Linked DNA regions of Oryctolagus cuniculus: region 1 is linked to region 2. A link is a contact called in public Hi-C data. All regions are on one chromosome and are shown on one strand. The core of a region is the stretch at or near the end of the contact, and the rest is flanking DNA. Distances in the headings are between cores, read along the strand shown.

Region 1 (7,019 bases), core at 662-3,161, 360 kb after region 2:
AGCGCAGCTCTGGCCATTGCAGCCATCTGGGGAGTGAACTTGAGGATGGAAGACCTCTCTCTCTGTCTCTGCCTCTCTGTAACTCTGTCTTTCAAATTAATATAAGAAATCTTTTTTTAAAATCTACTTTAATAAGATCTAATTTCCATCCAATAAAAAGCATTCTTTTAAATATGCAATACCATGATTTTTCACAGATGGTTGTGTGTGTGATCCCCTGTGAACTACCATCACAACCAAAGACAGAAAACCTGGTCTTGACCCCCAGAAGCTCCCACGTGCCCTGTGGCATGTCTCCCCACCCCCCCTACCCCAGACAACCACTCATCTGTGTTCCATCACCACAGATTAGTGTGACCTGTTCTGAATCTCAAGTCAGTGGAATTATCCAGTGTGTCCTTGTTCCTGTCTGGCTTCTGTCACTCAGCATGATGTTTTGAGATTCGTTCACATTGTGTATATCAATACCAAGTGGGAACACTTTGTTTTTGTGCAAAAGGAGGTGCTATGAACAGTCACATCAGGTCAGAGCGTGCATCAGAACCCCTGGAAACAATCAGGTCGCTCGAGGCACAGGCTGTTTCTCTTGCACAGCCCAGCTGTTTCTAGAGGCTTCGAAGCTGGCTGCAGGGTGACTGCCCCCAAAACGCACGTGTGGGCTGCAGATCAGTGCTTCACCATTATTTTAGTACAGTTGAATTGAAAGGGTTGGGTAGTGAGCTGAAGCTGTGGCGTGGTGGGTTAAGTTGCTGCTTGCAACACTGGTATCCCATATGGACACCGGTTCAAGTCCTGGATGCTCCATTTCCCATCCAGCTCCCTGTTAATGGCCTGGGAAAAGTAGTGGAAGATGACCAAAGTGCCTGGGCCCTTGTTACCCACATGGGAGACCCCAATGATGCTCCTGGCTCCTGGCTTAGATCTGGCCCCGCCCTGGCCATCGTGGCCAACTGGGCAGTGAACCAGTGGATAGAAGATCTTTCTCTCTCTCTCTCTCTCTCTCATAAATAAATAACTCATAAATCCTTTTCTTAAAAAAAGAAAAGGTTGGGAGGGCTCTAAATCCAATGTCTATCACAAGAGATTTCAACATCCCATTTGTCAATGGAAGAAAAGGGCTTTTGTAGTCTTTAATTTCAATTGCTATATATTTTTGGGTGATTATAAGTTGTTTCTAAGTTTTTATTATCAGTTTGTACAAATAAAATTTCTTGTCAATTATTATTAAAAATGTGAAGAAATCATTAAAAACCTTCTTGGGGGATTTATTTACTTATTTGAAAGACAGAGTCACAGACATAGAGGGAGAGACACAAAGAAAGAGAAATCTCCCATCCGCTGGTTCGCTCCCCAAATGGCTGCAATAGCCAGGGCTGGGCCTTGTGAAAGCCAGGAGCCAGGAACTCCATCTGGGTTTCCCATGTGGGTACAGGGAACCAAGCACCTGAGACATTTCTGCTGCTTTTCCAGGCACATTAGCAGGAAGCTGATTCGGAAGTGGAACAGCCAAGACTCCAGCTGGCACTCCAATATGGGATGCCAGGCACTGGCTGTGGCTTACCCACTGCATCACAATGCCAGCCCCTACTTTGGAATTTATTGTAACATGTTGTTGATCTTTTCACTAAGCCCGATTTAGGTGTTCCCAGCCCCTGTAGTCCATCCCCATGTGCCACACACACACACATTCTCATTTGTGGTGTGTGCTGTGAACAGGGACATCAGTCAGTACTATCCTCAGATGCTGGGAGAAGCCACTGACGAGGCTGGGAAACCTGTTCGCTTGCTAACGAGGTCTCTCCTGCCCTCTAGTGATCATTTTTGTAGCTGGGCGTCAGCGGGCCGGCAGTGACAGGAGGGGTAATTAGATATATCAGGTTTATATTTGCAAAACTGTCATCCCTGTTACACAGGCACAGTGCCTCCCTGGGTGGTGGCCCAGGAAAGCCATCACAGTCATGCCCCTGTTCCTCCACAGGGCCTGGGAAGGGCAAGCCTGCAGCTACTCCTCTATGATGCCACCACCCCTCTGTGCCTTCACCTGCTATAGCATGGGCCAAGTGTCCACCGTCCCCAGCCAGTGAGACCACCCTTGTCATCACCTAGAACCAACCACCAGCTACTAAAGTCCCTTCCCACCCCCACCCCCAGCAGATGCAAGGACGGTAGGTGGGGAGGGAGGAGCATGGGGTGTGGGAGGAAACTTCTCCCTGTTCTGCACTTTGACTTCAACAATGCCAGGTCCCAGGCAATCAGAGGATATGGGGTCTCTGACATATCATTTCAAGGTACCAATGTATCATTACAGAAATAAAAGCTATGTCAACACTGGAACATCCAGAAGTTGAGAATCATTCATGCAGACAACAAGTGTGTTGAAGCCCACTCGACTGTCATCTGAAATGAGAACTACGGGCCATTCCTAAGCGAGGCCATTTCAGTTCTGCTCTGAGTACAAATGCGGCAAACTTCATATTGCACATAGGATGTGGCAGTGCCCAGTTCTCCCTCATCTTCATCCCAGTCTGCCACACGTGGGAACCACTGCAAGCTGGAGGACTTGGACTCCCTGTCTAGATCTCTCTTTTCCAGATGGAAACTCCAAAGTCCATTCTGGGAAGGGTTATCTAGAAAGTTAAATCATAGCCAGGAGTGGCACCTTGAACTATGATGGACGTCAAAGGGACACAGGATTTCTCTCCCGGCCCTTGTTTCTAAGCAGGACTGTCAGAAGCAGCCGCTCTCACAAGGGTGTTTGCCAAATCCTAGTCTTGGTTTCCAACTGACGGCTTTCCCTTGGACTGCGTGAGCACACACCTTGGGCTACCGCGGTTAATGGCAATCAGTTCAGTCTCCTCCCAGTCACGGAGACATGAGGCCCCGCACAGCAGGTGCACCTGTGTCCCAGTGCATGGACTCTAGCCATGCCCCTCTTGGGGTCATAGAGCAGCTGCCCTGGCTCCCCAGGATGCTGGTCTACATGACAGACAGAGAAACTCCTGGCGAGGTAGTCGAGGACCGGGGGGCCCCTCCCCACCATCTGGAGAACAGAAAACTCGAGCAACCAGCTTCTGTGCACGATGCTGATAGCATGTGCAAGTCTTTGGAATCAAGGCTGTTCTGTGCTGTAGTCACCCATTTAGGTGACGAGAATTCTGTTGGTCTGGGGGCAACGTTTCATGTGTTTTCTGCTGAGTCTCGATTGGAACCATCATCCCATTGACCAATGAAAACCATGCCTTTCCCAGTCATGAGAACGTCCCCTTCTACAGCCTATGCAACCCTAGATGATCAGCCTTGGAGCTGGCTCTCGCCTTTAGGGGCCCTTCTCGGTGCTGCTGGGAGATTTTTCTTTCACTTTTGCTTTCTTTAGGGATTCCTCTTAGCGATGTTGAGGGTTGCTGTTTTCTCCTTCACTTCTGTTTTCCTAAATAAACCTCTTCTGCTTTACACACCCTTCCTTGTCCCTGCTCCTCATTTTTCATGAACACAAGACACGAACCCAGCAGAGAAGAAAGAATGGTCAGAACTGCACACTCCTGCAGCATCGGCCGGCGGGGCCACCATTCGGTCCTGTCCAAGACACCAGGTCAGCCCCAGATGAGCTCGACTGGGCCGCTGAGGGACTGAGGTCTGTGAGCTCTTGGGGGAGCTCCCTCGACCACGTTCAGTCTTTCTGAAAACACATCTTATCATGGGTTCTGTACCGGGCAGGACTCCTTTGGTTGCAAGTGATTAAAAATAAAAATAAAAATAAAAAATTCTGGGGCCCGCGTTGTGGCCCAGGGAGTTAAGGTGCCGCTTTCACACCTGCATCCCATGTGAGAGCTAGTTCAACTCCTGGCTGCTCCGCTTCTGATCCAGCTCCCTGCTAATGCACCTGGGAAGGTAGTGGATGATGGCTCAAGTACTTGGGCCCCTGCCACCTACATGGGAGACCTGGACCAAACACCAGGCTAGATGTTGCTATGAAGGTATCTCTATAAAACATTGATTGATTGACTGATTGATTTGAAAGGCAACGTTACAGGGTGGGGGAGGGGGTCTTCCATCATGCACTGATTGATTCACTGCCCAAATCGCTGCAATGACCAAGGCTGGGCCAGCCTGAAGCCAGGAGCCAGGAGCTTCAGCCAGGCCTCCCACGCAGGTGCAGGGGTCCAAGCACTTGGGCCATCCTCCACTGCTTTCCCAGGTGCATTAGCAGGGAGCTGGATCAGAAGCAGAGCTGGATCGGAAGTGGAGCAGCCAGGACCTGAACTGGCTCCCATATGGGATGCTGGTGTCCCACGTGGTGGCTTAACCCACTATGCCACAATGCCAGCCCCAGAAGGTGTTTTTTCAAATGCAATTAACTGGGTAATCAGCAGACACTGAGTAAGGCAGCGGACTCTCTCATGTGGTGAGCCTTATCTAATCAGTTGAAGGGCCTAAAGAGCAGAGACTGAGATTTCTTGCCACAGGAGGAATTCCGCCTCAAGACTACAACACAGAAGCCGCCTGTGTTTCCAGCCTGCAAGGTTGTTCTACAAACTCAGACCTGCTGGTCTCCACAATGGCATGAGCCAAGTCCCTAAATAATACCACCAGGCGTACCCCTGTGTCTCTGTATATAGATACACAGGTGAAATGTATCCAGTGGGACAGGCAGATACCCTATTGGTTCTATTGAACCCTGGTAACACAGCCCTTGCCTCTGTGTTTCCTTCATATGCAGAGAGAGGGTTGAGCAAGTCCCAGCAGTGCCGTGCCCCCTCCTGACACCAGGGACCCAGGGCGCCAGCTGAGCTGGTTGCCTGTCCTCCCCTGCAGTCCTTCCAGGAATAGCCTGGCTCGCGGCCTGACACCGAGGAGGTCCTCTGCACTGATGAGACAATACCGTTAGAAAATGGGTTTTGTTGAGAGACCATGTTGATAAATGTGACAAACATCCTCTCTGAAGATTGCATGTCAGGCCTACAAGTCATCAGAACCTCTCCTCTCATCAGATGCAGTCACTCCACAAGCATTTATTGAATGCCTGCGTGCGCCAGACACTCTTCCAGGCACTGGGAGGGCAAGCGGCAAACAAAGCTCTTACACTCAGGCAGGGAGCGGCAGACAGTAAGCAGCTTGGTGCAGAATCCGCTGTGGTGACAAAGGGCTGAGAAGTGAACCCAGCCTGCTGAGGGGGAAGGGCAGGGGAGACTGACGAAGGAAGCGTCTGATTGGTGAAGGACGTGCAGAGAAAGCCTCACGGGGGGGGGGGGGGGGGGGGGGACAGCATTTAAATGGAGGCCAGGGGCTGGCGCTGTGACGCAGCGGGTTAACGCCCTGGCCTGAAGCACTGCATCCCATATGGGCGCCGGTTCTAGTCCCAGCTGCTCCTCTTCCAATCCAGCTTTCTGCTATGGCCTGGAAAGCAGTAGAAGATGGCCCAAGTGCTTGGGCCCTGCACCCACATGGGAGACCCAGAGGAACTTCCTGGCTCCTGGCTTCGGATCGGCGCAGTTCCGGTCATTGTAGCCATCTGGGGAGTGAACCAGCAGATGGGAGACCTCTCTTTCTCTGTCTCTACCTTTCTCTGTAACTCTTTCAAATAAATAAAATAAAATAAAATAAAATAAAATAAAATAAAATAAAATAAAATAAAAAATGCTCAGGCTGGGGCCTGAGCAGGACTTGGCCCCCCAGTCACACAGATGTTTAACCCCCAGAGTCTTCAGTCATGGTGCTCAGAAGGTGGAGCTTTGATCCAATGCGTGTATTTAGGAGACCAGCCTGGTAGGAGCGCCTTAGGTCACTGAGGGAATGCCCCTGGAAGGTACTCCCATAGGAGTGTTGGCTTTGAAAGCCAAATTGGGCCTTGTTCCCCCTCTGTGTCCTGGCTTACCATGGGGTCCCTCTGCTCACCGTCACCACTGCCATCCTCCACCCAAGCCAATTAGGTTGGCTTAACCTTGGACTGTGAACCTCCAAAACTGTCAGCCAAAATAAACCTCTTCACTTTATAAGCAGTTTCTTCTGGGCATTAGCTGGAGTGATGAAAAACTAGCAGGACCAGAACTTTGGGTTTTACCCAGAGAAAGATGGGAAGCCTTTGGTCCTTTTGTCCAGGGAAGGTACACTAACTCTATAAGATCATAAGAGCTGGAGGGGGAAGAGAGGGGCAGTGGTGGTTTTGAGCCCCCAGCATCCTGCGCCAGCCACTCTCAAGCCCCAGTGGCCCCAGAGAGGTCTCTCTGATTGAAGTCTCCACAGCTGTCGCCTTGCCTCCCCAAGTGCATCACCCGGCCCCAGGGCCAGGACCAGCCCGAACCTCAGACAGAAGGACCTGGGGACAGGCGATGGACAGTGGAGGGAGAAGGACCAGCAGGGGCCACACCTTGACCATCATCTTCACAAGTAAACCCTGTGCTTTAACAGCGTTCTCGTAATCTTCCTTCGTGTCAACGTAACACCTCTAAATCACCTTCTAGCAATCTGCCCTCTCCTGGCCCAGCAGAGTGTTGGTTCCCCCCGCCTCCTCCTTGGAACTGACAGCCACAGCCTCGTGACCCCAAGAAGGGCCCTCAGCCAACGCACCCAGAAGCCTCTCTACCTTTCTCTCTGAGCCACCCGTGTTCCCCAGCGGTCAGCAACACAATCACGCCCTGCGCACTTCACTCTATGAGGGTGGAGGAGAGTCCGGAAGTGAAGAGCGGAGCAAAGGTGAGCAACAGAAAGAAGCACAAGCCCACCAAGGACAGAGTCTGGCCAGGAAGGAAGAGCCAGGGCGCTCCCTCCCCAAAGGAGGTGACCAGGAGTCTCTGCGTCTGGTAAGAGAGATGAGCTGAACAGAAGGGACTCTGCTCCCCCGATGTGTGTCCCTGCCAGCCAACAGGAATCTCCATTCTGGTCAGAGACGCTGTCCCAGAGAGCTCGGCCGCAGAGGAATTCAGAGCTTAAGCAGGAAGCATTCCGTCTGGGAGCCAGAGGAGCACGCTGTGTTCTCCTCCTTCTCTAATTTTCCCCTTCCTGCCCAAAACATCAGGCAGGTC
Region 2 (6,334 bases), core at 828-3,327:
TCAGCTTAGCCATAACCCACAACCAGCTGTATTAAATAACCACCCAACAACCAAATACTCCTTACTGAGGGTGAACTTTGCCTCTACCAACAGATACTAATTTACCAGTTGAGCTGCTGCACATAATTTAGGAAATGGTCTTACTGTTCCACAAATAATATAATCAACAATTAATTTATTTATCATGAACCCAAGCTGGCCAGTTCTATATCTGAAAACAGAGAACACATTTTTCCCCGATCAACAAATAGAAATGATTTATTATACTGACCGCCAAAGCAATCCATATGTGCAGTTGTGTGTGCTCTTGTTTCAAAATACTGATAACTTCATCTCCCTCCGGTAACTGATCGAAGTCAAGCTCAATGACCTAAAAACACAAAATGTAGGCTTTATCTCTTATTTCCTTTTTTTTTTTTTTTAAAGATTTATTTATGTAGGGGTCAGAATTACAGAGAGAGGGAGGGAAAGAGAGAGATCAATCTTCCATCTGCTGGTTCACTAGCAGGGAGCTGGATCAGAAGTAGAGCAGCCAGGACTCGAACCGGTGCCCACATGGAATGCCAGCGCTGCAGACAGTGGCTTAACCCACTGTGCCACAGTGCCGGCCCCTCTTATTTCCTTTTGAAAGTGACGTTTCTTCTGTGATTGTGGCTATTGTTGAACATTTGTCAATATGTGTAGATACAGAGTCTGAGCTCACCTGCACTGGCACTGAGCCAATTCATGTCAACATTTAGAGAGTATGTGACAAAGATGCTATACTTCAATATTACAGTAACAATATGGAGAAGAAAACAATCTTGCCAACTGTTCCCACATCACTAGAGCTATAAAATGCTGACTCAAAAGCAACAGAACAAAATGCTACTTAACATACAACACAGGTTAAGGTGCAGTTAAGCCCCCTGAAAACGGTTGATGCCACAGGTCTGACACCTTGCGAAGCCGTGCACAGTTGCATACCTCTGTACACATTAATCATGGAGGCAGCTTCTGTGTATCACAGACGCTCCTGAATGTGGGCATGAAAATTACAGAAAAATGTTCCGGAATTGGAGACGATGATACACAACTCTGTGACTACACTCAGAACTCCTTGATTGTATGGTAAAACAAATAACAGTATGAAAACTCCAAGATGACTGGACATCAAAGCTGAGCGCTTCCTTCAGACGAGCCACGGGCCACCCACGAACGAGGCGCTGGTTGAGGGACAGCGCATACAGCAGCGCGCACCGTGACAGACTCGAGTTTCCAAGGGTGAAGGGGCAATCTCCCCTGCATTCCCAGAAGACACCGAGCTGCAGCGGCAGCCGGATCTCGGGGACCTCGGCGCCCACCTCTGTCATCTGCCGGGTGCTTTGCAGCTGACCGGGTACTCTCACACCTCTGCGCTCGGGCACCAGTTAGGAGAACAGGAGGGCATTGCCGAACACGGACAGGTTGGAGGGGCAACTTTCAAGAACTCCTTTTGCGAGCGGCCCCGGGGCTGCCGGGACACGGAGTTCCTAGCCTGGGAGGGAGAAGGGCTGGGGAGGGAGGTGATCGGAGCTTTGCCTGGGGAACTCGACGCGGCTCCTGGGGAGGAAGGTGCTCTCGCTTCGGAAACGGAGTCTAGCAAAGTCGGGGTTTGGGGGGAAGGGATCCTCCAAGTTCACGGCCCCCACCCCCTTCACGCTCGGCACTACCTCGTCAGTGTCCCGGAGGGGAATCTCGATGGAGCCTCGCGACATGGTGGGATCAGAAAGCGAGCGGGCGTCTCGCCCCGCCGCTCCGCAGTCGGTTGTCCTCGCTTCTGGTTAGTCCAGAGGTTCGCGACGGCCTGGCTCTGGCCGTGACTGCCGCCCCGCGGCGCCGCCGGAGCTCCGGCTTTCTCCTTCCCGTCAGCGGCTTAAACAACGAGCAGCGGACGGTTACCGGCCACTTCCGGGGCCCCGCCCCCCGCCCCGGAAGCACTTCCCGTGAGGGGGCGGGCCCGACGCGAATTCTGCCGGTGGCTCAGGTGTTGCCCTCTGCGGGCTGACAGCTCCAAGGTTGCGGATGGCCCCGTCGGCTGTCTGTGGTCCGAGATCCTCGAGGCCTGTGGCTTCGGAGCCTGGCCCAGATAAACCTGGGCAGGCGTAGCCGCTCCGTGCTGCGCCAGGAGAAGCCCCTGACTGACGTGGCCTCTGCATGGGCCCGGCCAGTCTTGCTTTCTTCTTGAGATTGTTGCGGATAATTCAGCGCTGATCTTCATTCCGCACCTCGATCATCCAGCATCTGTTCTGCGCCAGTCACACCTGTTTATAAAGAAATGTTACAATGAATCTGTAGTCCTGGCGATAATTTGTGTATTTTAAAACATGGTTCTTTGATGCAAATACAGAGGACCTGCTATATTTGTGACATACAATTCTGGGAGAATTTGATAAACCTTTTGATTAAGATTTGTAACTAGTCATTTCATTAAATTAGTGGCGCAGCGGGTTAAAGCCCCGGCCTGCAGCACTGGCATCCTATATGGGCTCTGGTTCGAGTCCCTGCTGCTCCATTTCCAATCCAGCTCTCTGCTATGGCCTGGGAAAGCAGCAGAGGATGACCCTTCCACCCACGTGGGAGACCCAGAAGAAGCTCCTGGCTGCTGGCTTCGCATTGGCTCAGCTCCCCATTGCGGCCATTTGGGGAGTGAACCAGCTGATGGAGACCTCTCTGTCTCTGTCTCTACCTCTCTCTGTAACTCTTTCAAGTAAATAAAAATAAACCTTAAAAAATTAAATTAGTTTGCGGCCAGTGTTTTGATGAAATCAGAGAGGAAAGTCATTGAGTAAATTTAGTGTCAGTTGTAATGCCCGAGTATCTCTCAGATGCATCCCCCTTCTCTTCATTTATTTATTTGAAAATCAGAGTTACACAGAGAGAGGGAGATAGAGAATCTTCCATCCACCAGTTCACTCCCCAAATGTTGGCAATGGCTGGGGGCTGGGCCAGGGAGAAGCAAGGAGCCAGGAGTCAGAAGCTTCATCTGGGTCTCCCATGTGGGTGCAGGGGCCCAAGCACTTGGGCCAGCCTCTGCTGCTTTTCCAGGTGCATTATCAGGGAGCTGGATTGGAAGTGGAGCAGCCTGGACATGAACTGGTGCCCATATGGGATGCTGGTGTCATGGGCGGCAGTTTAACCCACGAAGCCTCAATGTAAACCCCTATCCTTATCTTTTAATTACATTTTTTCACATACTTGTTTCACGTACTTGTCAACCCTATGGGGCTCTTTCTTTGGCTTATATACAACTGCTGTCTCCCTGTGCCTTGGCAGGGTTAGCTCCCTGTGTGCATCCAAATTCTAACATCTTCTTCTAAGAACACGAGTCATACTGGATTTGGACTCTTCCTGGTGACACTTTAATTTCATTACCCCTTTAAAGACCCTGTCTTTAACTATAGCCACATTTGGAGCTACACTAGAGTTAAGATTTCAACACAGGAATTTTTTCCCAGCAGATTAGAATACCTAAAAACGCCTGGATTTGCTGGATAAAACCAGCAAGCCCTGTGACTGTCCTTCTAAGTGCATAGCAGAGCCGTCTACTAACCCAGATACCAAGCACCTAAGCCTCTGCGGAGACTGCCCAGGTCTCTGCGAGAGTAGGATGCTGTTTTCCACGCTGCAGCCGTCTGCGCTTTGATGCTCACGTGCAGACTGCATTAGAGGGTCGGGTCCTAAGTAACGGGGGACTGAAAGCGACTGCACCAGCGAGCACACGTGACAGCCTGGTCTCTGGGCGTAACAGTTACAGTGGCTGCGCAGCAGGTCTGTATCTCAGGCAGGCTTGGTTTGCTATCACCTGCTTACTCTGGGAATCCCCGAGCACAGAACTGATCCCTAAGTGCGAGTGTCTTTGGGCTGCCGGGGCAAGTTCCTTAACCTTTTTGATTGATCCTTACTTCTTCTCGTAGTAATTAAATAATAGTCACGTATAGGAGCTGAAAGCTTACTTGTATCTGAAGGGGGTATCCCAATACTTATTTAATCTCCAGGAACAACCCCAAGACGTGGTACAGTGATTTTGTCTTTGGTGTGGGGTGACCGGGGTAGAGGTGGGAGTGGAGTGGGGGTGGTCATACCCCCCAGCTAGGGGACAGCAGTTAAGCCACCACTCGGGATGCCAGCATCCTACGTTGGAGTGCTTGGGTCCAAATCTCAGCTCTGCTTCTGATACCATCTTCCTGCTGATGGGCAACTTTTACTTGAGGATGGCTCAAATAGTTGGGCTCCTGCCATCCACATGGGAGACCCAGATGGAGTTCTGGGCTCCTGGCTTGGGCCTGGTCCAGGGCTGGCTGTTGTGGGCATCTGGGGAGTGGAACCGTGCAAGAGAGCTCACTTTCTGTTTGTCTCTATGAAAATAAAGAAAATAGGCTTTAAATCCTCCCTTCTTCTTGGAAGGATTTTGTTACTGATCCTCATTGAAAGAAGGAAGGAAAGAGGAGAGGACTGATGTGGGTCTTGAAAGCTGGGGAGGATCTACATAGGCAGAATTGCAGGGAGGCTGCTTCCGGCACAGGGGACACGTTGGGCAGAATCCTGGCCAGAATAACACTCTAAGCGACGATGGAACATGTACTAGCATGACAACTTACCAATTCCTCCACAGCCCGCCTCGCTGCCATCCTTCTACAAAGCTCTCCCTCCATCATACTTTTCTCATTGTCTTCAAAAATCACTTGGCATTGAACTATATGCAGTTTGGGATAATAGTATATATTTCTCTCTCTTTTTTAAAAAAGTTTTATTTATGTTTCTGAAAGTCAGAGTTAGAGAGAGAGAGAGAGAGAGAGAGAGATCGATCAATCTTCCATTTGCTGGTTCACTCCCCAGATGGCTGCAATGTCTTGGGCTGGGCCAGGCTGAGGCCAGGAGTCAGGAGTTTCATCTGGGTCTCCCATGTGGGTGGTAGGGATCTAAGTACTTGGGCCACCTTCTGCTGCTTTCCCCAAGCCATTAGCAGGGAGCTGGATCAGAAGTGGAGCAGCTGGGACTTGAACCAAAGCCCACGTTGGATGTTGGCATTGCAGGTGGCAGCTTTACCGACTGTGCCACAATGTCGACACCCTATACTTTTATTTATTTATTTATTTATTTATTTTATTTTTTTTTTTTGACAGGCAGAGTGGACAGTGAGAGAGAGAGAGACAGAGAGAAAGGTCTTCCTTTGCCGTTGATTCACCCTCCAATGGCCGCCGCGGCCGGCGCGCTGCGGCCGGCGCACCGCGCTGATCCGATGGCAGGAGCCAGGAGCCAGGTGCTTTTCCTGGTCTCCCATGGGGTGCAGGGCCCAAGCACCTGGGCCATCCTCCACTGCACTCCCTGGCCACAGCAGAGGGCTGGCCTGGAAGAGGGGCAACCGGGACAGAATCCGGCGCCCCGACCGGGACTAGAACCCGGTGTGCCGGCGCCGCTAGGCGGAGGATTAGCCTAGTGAGCCGCGGCGCCGGCCTACTTATTTATTTTTAAGATGTATTTATTTACTTGAAAGGCAGAGTTACAGAGAGGCAGAGGCAGAGAGAGAGAGATCGGTCTTCCATTTGCTGGTTCACTCCTAAAATGGCTGCAATGGCTGGACCTGGACTGATCCGAAGGCAGGAGCCAGGAGCTTCTTCCAGGTCTCCCACATAGCAGGGGCCCATGTACTTGGGCCATCTTCCACTGCTTTCCCAGGGAGCTGGATCGGAAGTGGAACAGCCAGGACTCGAAACTGGCACCCATATGGAATGCTAACACTGCAGGCAGAGGTTTTACCTGCTAAGCCGCAGCACCAGCCCCACTATACTTCTCTTTTAAATACGTGTGTGTGTGTGTGTGTGTGTGTGTGTAACTCTGACCCTCTGGAAGGGATTCTTTCTGAATACCCCCTTCTTCCAGTGTGAGGCATCCAGAAGGCGCTCAGAATGTAAACAGATTTGGGATTGTTTACTGGAAGCCTGGTTGGAAACACAGCAGAGGACTCTGTTTCCGAAAGCAAAGGTGCACGTGGAGTTCGTGTGTGATGCTTGGTGTGCACGAAGGGTTGACGTAAATGTTTTGAAGATATTTCCAGGGCCTTCATTGTTCTTCACATACATTCCTAAAAGTTGTAAGAAGTATTTCCAGTTCAAGAAAAAAAAATGAATCGTTTCAACTGGATTTTCTCAGACTTTGGATATGGAACAATCTTTGTTTATACAGCGAGTTCCAACTGTTTTAAAATACTTTTTCCTGATTCTTTTTGTGCATCTTTTCATATGCGACAAACATGCCACTGGGCTGGGACTTGTTAGGACAGAGGGGAAAAATGGAGATGCACTCCAGTGGGAAT

Evidence for each region. Hi-C and Micro-C count contacts between places; a contact is called where the count stands out from the background.
Region 1: a contact with region 2 is called in a Hi-C map of psoas muscle, with 4 times the contacts expected there. The contact joins the enhancer-like site here to the promoter of CTR9 in region 2. A contact is called at or near these places in 3 of 6 Hi-C or Micro-C datasets (ear pinna, psoas muscle and an unstated tissue).

What each region holds. Positions count from the first base shown.
Region 1 is chr1:55,774,455-55,781,473 of mOryCun1.1, forward strand. No RefSeq gene overlaps it. Among named protein-coding and RNA genes, the nearest start is that of AMPD3, 42 kb to the left of the region's middle. Within about 2 kb of position 1,912, at least 1 of the 8 cell types and tissues checked has an H3K27ac peak or open chromatin away from gene starts, as enhancers often do.
Region 2 is chr1:55,411,824-55,418,157 of mOryCun1.1, forward strand. CTR9 (CTR9 homolog, Paf1/RNA polymerase II complex component) reads right to left here and starts at 2,078. Exons shown (of 25, transcript XM_002708814.5): 1 at 1,692-2,078; 2 at 272-370. The coding sequence starts at 1,736.